2 separate regions of the Oryctolagus cuniculus genome follow, and region 1 is linked to region 2. The links are chromatin contacts, called in public Micro-C maps. All regions are on one chromosome and are shown on one strand. Each heading gives the region's core, a stretch centred on a gene start, on an enhancer-like site or on the middle of the called end of the contact. The rest is flanking DNA. Distances are from core to core; before and after follow the strand shown.

Region 1 (4,794 bases), core at 855-3,354, 190 kb after region 2:
TTACAGCTATTCTTCACAGGAAGAAATATTCTAGTATGTTAAGTAGAGCAGTGATGCATATCTCAAAGAAGTACTCTTTTGGATAAAAAAAAATCATTTTAAAAATTAAAGGCTCCTGGGGCCAATGCTGTGGCTTAGTGGGTAAAGCCATCGCCTGCAGTGCTGGCATCCCATATGGGTGCCAGTTCGAGTCCTGGCTGCTCCACTTCCAATCCATCTCTCTGCTGTGGCCTGGGAAAGCAGTAGAGGATGGCCCAGGTCCTTGGGCCCCTGCACCCTCGTGGGAGTGTGGGAGACCCCATGGAACCTCCTGGCTCCTCGCTTCGGATCAGCCTAGCTCTGGCCATTGCGGCCATCTGGGGAGTAAACCAGTGTATGGAAGACCCCCCACCCCCGTGTCTCTGCCTCTCCTTCTCTCTGTATAACTGACTTTCAAATAAATAAATAAATTTTAAAAAAATTAAAGGCCTCTCAGCTATTTCGAAGAATGTTTTGTTGTTGTTGTTGTTGTTGTTTGTTTTTGCAAAAATCACTCATAGTGTTGTGGTAAATAATTAAGTAATCTAACTCCTAGGTGAGGTCAGTTGAGCTATGGGAATGAAATGGAACCTGATTTGGGAAGAAGATAAGAAATAGCAAACTGTGGACAGGAGGCACAGAAGGCTTCCTAACAGATACAATTCCATTTATTTACTTCATTTATTTGAGAGACGGACAACTCCCCATCCTCTGATTACTTCCTCAAATGCCCCCAATGCTGGGGCTGGGCTGGGCCAAAGCCAGGAGCCAGAAACTCAATCCAGATCTCGCATATGAGTGGCAAGAACCTAATTACTGGACCCATGATTGGTGCCTCCCTGAGTCTGCATTAGCATGAGTCAGGAGCTGGAGCCAGGAATCAGGCACAGGTACTCCACTGTGCGATGTGGGGGCTGAGTGCCTGCCCTTACAATTCTTGGAAGAGATTTTGGCCCTCCGGGTTGCCAATGTCTTATCTAGGTCACAGATGAAAACATCAGACAGAACCAGGCCTTGGTTTGACACCTGCTAAACATTATTTATGTCTTAAGACTGACATCAAACCATTGGTAGCTATTCTATTTATAAGTTTCCTGAGCAGTCTTTGGAGTTTTCAGGTATGAAGTATAGTAGTGCTCTCAGCTCCTAGCTGATACATTTCCTGAAAATACAATTCTCTGAATTAGTGGAGGAATCTTTCAAAGGCTCTGAAGACTCTCACCTATACTTGTGGGGAAGCGGACATTCTATGAGACAAACCTTGGGGAGATTTATATTTTATATAAATATAAACATAAATATATAAACAAACTATGTGATGTAAGTCATTTTGTATAAATCCTTTAATCTCACTGGACCTCAGAAAATGAAGGTTGACCCAGATCAGCATTGCCCAACCTATGACCTCCAGATTTCAGAGAATTCTATCCACTGCCAACTGCCCAAAGGTGCAACTACAACTCATGCATTATTCGCCTGAGTCCTGCTACCCCATGAGAAAGGCTGTGGACTTGTTCTTAGTAAGGGTGGGAATGGCTGGTACAGGTTACGGAAAACAGGCTGCTAGCTCTCTGTTAGCCTGTGACCCATAGAACTGTCTTCTGTATTTATCAAGAGTAAGAGTATTTGACAACAGTAAGAATAATTGCTTCTTTTTTTTTTTTAACCATACAATAGCCTTGAGGCCTATGAAAGTATAATATATTTCTCCCTTATTATATGATGGTTTCTTAATTGACACAGAAATTGAATGCTGCCTTTTGGGTAAGTTTGTTTCCTTCGGTGTAGATATGTGATCCTGATTATATTTGGTACCCCTCCTTGATAATAAATAATCTACCATGGATGTCCTATTTAATTAATTGCATCCTCTGGTTGATAAATTCCAATGAGAAACCAGTGCTGAACATACAGTAATTTACTTTAATAAAAGATGCAATTTGACTTTTCCCAGAATTGAGCAGTGGAGTTTCACCATCAGTTAACATGAGCTATGGAATCTTGGCTCTCTTCAGAGCTGCATGTGGCCAGATACTCTTGTATTAGCGCCAGTAGATACCTCATCTATGATGTCAAAACTCGCAGGAAATTTGAGCTAAGAATGTGTGTTACGCACTCAGGAGGACACCAAAGGAAGAGGTTTAGGTCATACAGACAGACTGTATTTGGAATTGACGTCTTTGAGAGATCAAACTGCCACTGATATTTTAAAAACTTTAACCATGATACATCTTTAGAGGAATATCATAGGCAGCTACATACAAACTTGTATCAGATGTGCTCATGGAGGAATGCCAGGGACTCTCGCCTTCTAATCATACCCTGAAACTGTTCATTTTCCATTTCTAAGAGTGGGTTACTTTTTTTTAAAATCTAACTAGAAAATAAGATGTTGCCATCTTGAAAGTGGTGGTTTGGGGGCCTAATACATAAACTCAGTGATTCCCTTCGTGTAGACCCCAGAACTTGTGCCGTAGGAAAGAAGTAGACTGTGGATATACATCAGAGCCCATGAATGAGCTGAGGCAGTGAGCCTGAACTGTGACTGTTGAGATACTATTTTGAATGTTCCCACTGCTACCTTTTCAATGCATCATGTTGTGGCTAATATTATATTAATTCATTAAAACTACATTACTGAAGCTATAATTTTTAAATAGCATTTTTGATGTTACACGTACTTTAACTCACCCACATTGCTTGCCAAGGTCCCTAACTTTGAAAACGTTGGGAACCACCATCTTAGTGCACTTCAGGTGAGTGACAGGCTGGTGGACAGCTATTTTGAGCAAAGGGGCTGTCTTGTCACAGCTGCCTGTGTACTGGATAAAGGGCAAAGCAAGCCTTGAGAAGGAGCAATCCTATTTAGAACTCAGCTGGCCACAGGCTACATTTTACTTGTCACTACAGTACATGGTGTGACCAACAAGTTCTTGCTCAGATCCCAGGTGTCACCTTATTTCTGAGCTATTGAACCAAAAATAACAATAAAAAAGGCAACAGATTCTAAATGTTCTACCAAGATTACAACTCTCAGGTATTTTACCTCTAAATTAGTGGAATTTCATAGTTAGTAAAACTACATAGCAGGTGTTTTCTGTAGGAAGAGAAAATGAGCAGTTACTGGCCAGAATAAATACTAAAACCACTATCTGTATAGGAAGTCAAACTGAAGAGTGACGGCGGTGGCAAGTGAGGGGACTGCTGCCCTCTAGTGGTGACCTCTCCCTCTCTCACTTCACGTGGAGAACGTGTAAGCAAACTTGGTCAACTGCATCTAAAATACCAAACCTGTGTAGTGAAACATCAGCCCTTTTCAAGTTTTTGGGAGGTTATGACATAAAAGGAAAGGCATTGGGAGGAGACAGGTACTGAGTCTAAATCTATAGTCTTAAAATGCCACTATATTTTACTTAAAGTATGTCTCAAATTTTCCTTTTCCTTTTTCTGATTTAATATGATGTCTCTATTTGCCCCAGTCTTTCTGTTCTTGATGTTGGTACTTTAACTTGGATGGTGGTAATAAATGTGTATCTGGTTCCTAATGCTTACCTCTGCCCTCATCTATCTTCAGTTGTGCTACTAAATGATTTTTCCTAATACCCTAATACCTTTACATCAAAAATGCTATTTAAAAATTACAGCTTCAGTAATGTAGTTTTAATGGATTAATATAATATTAGCCACAACATGATGCATTGAAAAGGTAGCAGTGGGTATTAGGGTTGATGTTGTGCAGTTAGAACTTGAAATTGTGCTTCAGCTTTCAATGCCTCCATTCAGAATTTACATTGATTTTACCTGCTTATTTCCTAGTATTTTCACATCATCCTCTCTAGTATTCCTGATCAGCCAGCTACTCAAGTGTGTTCCTTCACTGTTCAACACACATGAGCTGTTCTTAGTCTCTACCTTTTTTCCCCAAGGTTCTTCCCTCATTTATCCACTCCTAACCCTGTGTCCACAGAGTCCTCCCATGTGTCCAATTCCCACCCATTCTCTGAGAGCCATTATATGCCATTATTTCCGTGAGGACTTTCTTAAACTAGTATGGCCATAATAACTTGTCTCGTAATTCCTATGGCCTATTTTGGATATACCATATCTTTTGGTGCTTGATTTTTTTATAAGAGGAAGTTACATCATCATACTTATTCCATGACATTACTCTTCAGTCTCATTCTGGTCAAATTTTATACTGCTGGTTGCAGATTACTGTAATAATGTCCCCACTTTGTTCATGCCTCCTTGTATCCATGCTTGTGAACAGACTCTTCTATAATGAATTGGGACTTATAAATCTGATATAAAAAATGTGACATAATTTGGGCAAATAGACAATAAGCAAATGTGAAGCAAAAAGAGACTTGGAAAATGTTGTGCACTGAGGACTACCTTCCCTTGTTTCTTGTGGGAACCCTGTGACACTCATGTAAAAACGTTTGGGTTATCCTGACAGACACACTTGGCCCAGTACTCCCTGTTCCCCAATTCAGCCAGTACCAATTGCCAGACATGTGACTGTGGCTATCCTAGACTGAAGCTGCATGTTTGAGCCCAGGAAAGACCAGCAGAAGAACTGGAAAACTGACATTGCCAGCTGGCACTGTCAACTGCAAAATAATTCTTGTCTTAAGTGAGTAGTTTAAAGGGAACTTGTTTTGCAGCAAAAGCTAACTGATATAACACTTATTTGTTAGCCAATTATTACTTGAGTGTTAGATGTGCTGTAATGTGAGCTGAGAACAAGAACTGTGACATTTTTTCCAAAAAAAT
Region 2 (5,090 bases), core at 898-3,397:
CATTATTTCACTCACCTCACAAGGAAATGGAGTGCAGTAATTACTTATGTCCAATAGATGGCGACCTTTACATTGTAGTCACCAAAACAGGCCCTGTGTAAAATGCTAAAATCCACTAGCAGACAATGAAGAGATCAATTATAAACACCCTGTAATTTACAATCAATCAAAATTTTGAGATTATACCCATTTTTTTAACCTGAAGTCTCTTCTCCAGGTTGGTGAACATATCCTGTGGTAATACCTATGATGGTATCAGCACACCATGCTATGATGGAAGCCTTGGTGCTCTGTGGTCTGGAGAAAGTCTAATTGTTATTTTTTATTTCACAAAAATACGTGTGACTATCAGGCAAGGGAACACTTTCCACTCTTTGCATAGCTTAAGAAGAACAGCAGTTTTGCATAATATACTCAACAGACATGTGTCTTCATAAGGATAAGCTACAAAAGATTAGCATGTTTGTGATACATATCAATAATGAAGACACAGGATAGGTAAGCAAACTGATTTTTTCCCTAAACTATTTTATGTGGGTCATATGAATATCTATGAATGGACTAAAATTTTAAAAGTTTGTGAAAGGGTATGTTTAGAAATACTTATGCAGTTTGCTTCCTACATTTTCAATGACTGAACAAAGGTGATAGGTTCTTGTTCCAGAAGTAACTGAAGATTTATTATTCCAGTGCCAGAGTGTCATTCTTATGGTCTTCAACTAGCAAGCAGGTAGATGTTATAGTTCTATGACAGGGTAGAAGAGGATATCTTTTCTCTTAACGGTTTTCCACTACTGTACAGTGTAGCTAGTAACCCGAGTTTCAACTGCTTTCCTACTAGAGGGAAAAGCAGTCACTACTCTCTTGGTAAATATTTTAATTCTTCAAAAATGCCATATCATGCATTATAATTCATAACCGTAGTCTGTGAAACATCAGAACCTATCATTCCTTAAGCAAGGAAGAGAAAGAACAGATAAAAGTATGTTCTTGTTCATGATGTCCTAGTTCCTTTGTTGCTAAATTAAAATGGTTCATACTTATGTAAATAGATCATAGAGGCAGTAAGAATTAAAAACTAAGCATTAGATTCATACTAATATTACCATTCAGTAGAAACTTAAAAAATGGTTGAGATCCAGAAAGGTAATCTTTAACTAAAAATAAATTGTACTGTGCTTTACAAAATGATGCATTATATATAAATACATACATACATACACACACACTACATTTGTAAGATGATTAAATAAATTTCCCATGGCATTTGCACTCAGCACATTCTTAGCAGCATGCCATTGGGACTTTCAACAGGATGAGTCTTCTTCATTCCGCGGGATTATTCAGCATATTACAAGGCATTTAATCTCCCTGGCCCCCAGCAGCCCCTTCCTGACCTCATCATCTCTGCGTAGTACCCTACACATTTTCAGAGGCCACAAAGCAGCGCCTTCCCCGGGAGAGAAGTGGAAATGAACTTTTCAGGATATGAAGAAAACAGCAAATAAGATTATTAAGTGACTGATTACATGGCTAATACATGTGATTATAAAATACTGCATATGGAAAATTCTAACAGGCAAATCACAGTAATATTATACGCGCTCCTTTCCCACTTTAAGTGTTTACTACATTTACTGTATGCTAATGCTGCATTTTAAAGCTCCTCTTGCAATGCTGTATTCATACGGCTGACTGTATTTGACTTTTACATACATTTATCTACTCACTACTCCTGGGCTGCCTCTGATGCAATCAGCAAATAAATACTCCTTACTTGATGCAAACAAAACTGAGTGTACCTTCCTTTTGACTGCCATACACCAGTAACTAATCTTTTATTTTAAAACTTCCCCAAATGGTGTGGTTGTGGTCTGGGTTGAAGACTTAAGGAGAAGAGATGAGAAATGACAAAGAAAAGAGAAAAAGATTAATAAAAGGAACATGCTGAACTGAGGCCCAAATTATAAATCTAAGACTATAATTCTGCAGCAGATCAGGTTCTCCAGAAAGCAGATTGCAAGACTGGTTTAGCATGGCGGATGCTTCCTAAAAAGTGCCCCTAGGATCAACAGCTGTGAAAGAGAGAAGCCGAGGAGCAGGAGTTGGCAGAAGGGAGAAGTCCAGTTGCTACTCAGGACTTAGGACAGGCCCGGCCCATGACACAGCAGCTCCCAAGCTAGAACGGCCTTCCAAGTTGTCCTCAGCGGGGCTGAAGTGGCCACGCTTTTCACCTCTTCTCTCTGAGTCAGTTCACCGAATGCAGGCATCTTCACTAAGCCTGTGGCTTGTGGGGAGAGGTGCAGCTGGTAATTTGTGAAGGGGCTGACACATGCCGGCTGACCGCCAGCAGAGGCGGTATCAAGCCCTCCACCAAAGTGGTATCTGTATAGAATTACAGTGTCCAGCAGATGCTAAGTACATATTTTAAAGAAGTGAAAACTCAGTGGCAGAGAGTAGTAATTACAAATCTGAGTCTAAAACTGAGAACTGACACTCCTTGTTTCTTGCGATTCCTTATCTTTCCACTTTCCAGAGCTTCTGCCTATTTTCAAAAGAATAATCAAGGGATTATTTACTCGGTGTAAGGAATCTTCTTGAATAAGATAAGCAAAAGAAACTAGTCCAAAAAATTCTAGCCAGTTTTTTTTTTTAATAGAGAGAAAACTATGCTCTCAAATTAATCACTAAATTATGAATAAATCATTGTTTTGTCTAATTTTTAACATTCTAGTTTTATTTTTATCTGGCTTTATGGGGGCTGGTGTTGTGCCATAGCTGGTAAAGCTGTACCCTGCAATGCCAGCATCCATATGGGCACCAGTTCGTGTCCTGGCTGATCCACTTGTGATCGAACTCCCTGCTAATGGCCTGGGAAAAGCAATGGAGGATGGTCCAAGTGCTTGGGATCCTGCTATCCATGTGGGAGACTCGGATGAAGCTCCTGGCTCCCAGCCCATGCTCAGCTGTTGTGGCCATCTGGGGAGTGAACCACACGATGGACAATCTTTCTCTCTCTGTCTCTCCTTCTGTAATTGTGACTTTCAAATAAATACATAAATCTTTTTTAAAAATATGACTTTTATGTATGCTCCAGTGGACATCCCATTCTGTTCCTTACATATATGCTTCCAGGTCTTCAGTAGGAAAGACATTAAACTGATAATAATCAGGGCTGGCATGAATGAGAGGTGCAATGTGCACTTTATTAGCAAGTTGACCAGCCTCCCTGGTTCTTCATTTTGTAATTTGACTCAAAAGTGATGAGATATAGTACAATAATTACCCAGGTAAAATGCTATGGACAGTGATGAGAATGTAGGTTATTTGCCTCTATGCCTAGGAATTATGCTATGCTATTGCGCTTTCCCTCCTATCTCACCTTTCAGCCACTCTGATCATCTGACCTGCGTGCTAGCACTGCACCATTCAATACTTGCTTTCCTCTCCCATGAACAATGTGGAAAATTGTTAAGAGTAACTTCCCAATGTCACATTAAAAACAAGCTTGAGATAAAGAAAGTCTGCATGAGACAGACAAACAAAAACAAGTCATAAATTAGGTCACTAGGCTTACAACAATATTTTTCCAAGAAGCCTTTATAATTTTTGGCTGGCTTTTCAGCTAGGAATATAAGATGTCCCGAGAGATTTGTTGAGCTCCAGAATTGAACTTCCAACAGGGTCAAATGGAATGTCATCTGTGGTCCTGGCTGAACATTTATCCACATATTCAAGTATGGAGTATTAAATTTATCTAAGTCATATTTTTCAATAACATATGAAATGCTTTGTCTTTAAGCAAGATATCAAATTTTTATTTTCAAGTGCATCCATTTCAGGTTATAAAGTTCTAGCATGTTCTCTCATCTATATTAGAGAAAAATTATTTTATTGGTCTAAAACTCTTTCTAGTAGTTTTTCCAACCAACTATGCAGTTAATCTAGAAATCTGGTCTTAATGGAAAATATTATGTTTACCACACCATCTTATTGTTATTATATTTAATGTTGCTTTTAGACATCATCTGAGATCATGGAATGATAACTGAAAATTGGATATCCTGGTTTAAGAAAGTAGATTTTCTTGCAGAGGCCAGAGGCAGAGTTATAACTGGGAGGGATGTCTTGGCCATAAAAGCATAAGCTGGCAGAACCTACTGTATCTAATGAAAACTGATGGAATAAAACACATTTTAGACATCATGAAATGCAGTAGAAATGAGCATAGATAAATCCTAGAATTGTTTTTCTTTTTCATTACATTTTGCAGGCCAAATTTTAAATAGTAACCAATCATTAACTGAAACTAACGTCATTTTCTCCAAATTATCAGACAGTTGTGGGTAGTCCATTTTGATAGTGAAGTGAAAGACACCTGGGAAAATAAATATGAATCTTGGAATGCCAGCAGGATTCTTCAGGAAATCACCTTCACACAAAGAAAAATTCTATGCTGTGCCATAGTAGTCTACCTGATCTTACGTGTTACCTAGGGTGTCATATTAAATAAAACCCAGGCTGAGGTGGTCAGGGAGAGATCAAGATGGGCCTTTGCTGTGTTTTACACTCATATTTTAGTAACCTCACAAATTTAAAAAAAAAGTTTTCCAAGGCCAGCACTGTAGTGTAGCAGGTAAAGCCACTGCCTGCCATGCTGGCATCCCATATGGGTGCGGGTTCAAGTCCTGGTTGTTCCACTTCTGATCCAGCTCTCTGCTGTGGGCTGGGAAAGCAGTGGAAGATGCCCCAAGTCCTTGGGCTCTTGCACCTGCATGGGGGACCCAGAGGAAGCTCTTCGCTCCTGACTTCTTATCGGTACTGTTCTGGCCATTGCGGCCATCTTGGGGAGTGAACCAGCAGAGAGAAGACCTTTCTCTCTGCCTCTGCCTCTCTGTAACTCTGCCTTTCAAATAAATAAATAAATCTTGTAAAAAAAAATGTTTTCCAGGGGCAGCAGGCATTATGGTGCAGAGTTAAGTCACAACTTGGGACACTTGCTTCCCACATTGGAGTGCCTGGGATCCAATTCTATATCCATTTCAATGCAGTTTCCAGCTAATGCGCCTGGGAAGCAGCTGATGATGGCT

What was found. A called contact is a pair of places that touch in the nucleus more often than the background predicts.
Region 1: a contact with region 2 is called in a Micro-C map of ear pinna, with 13 times the contacts expected there. The contact joins two enhancer-like sites. A contact is called at or near these places in 5 of 6 Hi-C or Micro-C datasets (ear pinna, embryonic fibroblasts, psoas muscle and 2 more).

What each region holds. Positions count from the first base shown.
Region 1 is chr8:71,066,432-71,071,225 of mOryCun1.1, forward strand. No RefSeq gene overlaps it. Among named protein-coding and RNA genes, the nearest start is that of PDLIM5, 52 kb to the left of the region's middle. Within about 2 kb of position 2,105, at least 3 of the 8 cell types and tissues checked have an H3K27ac peak or open chromatin away from gene starts, as enhancers often do.
Region 2 is chr8:70,876,189-70,881,278 of mOryCun1.1, forward strand. The region is part of intron 8 of PDLIM5 (PDZ and LIM domain 5); the gene reads right to left. Among named protein-coding and RNA genes, the nearest start is that of PDLIM5, 140 kb to the right of the region's middle. Within about 2 kb of position 2,148, at least 1 of the 8 cell types and tissues checked has an H3K27ac peak or open chromatin away from gene starts, as enhancers often do.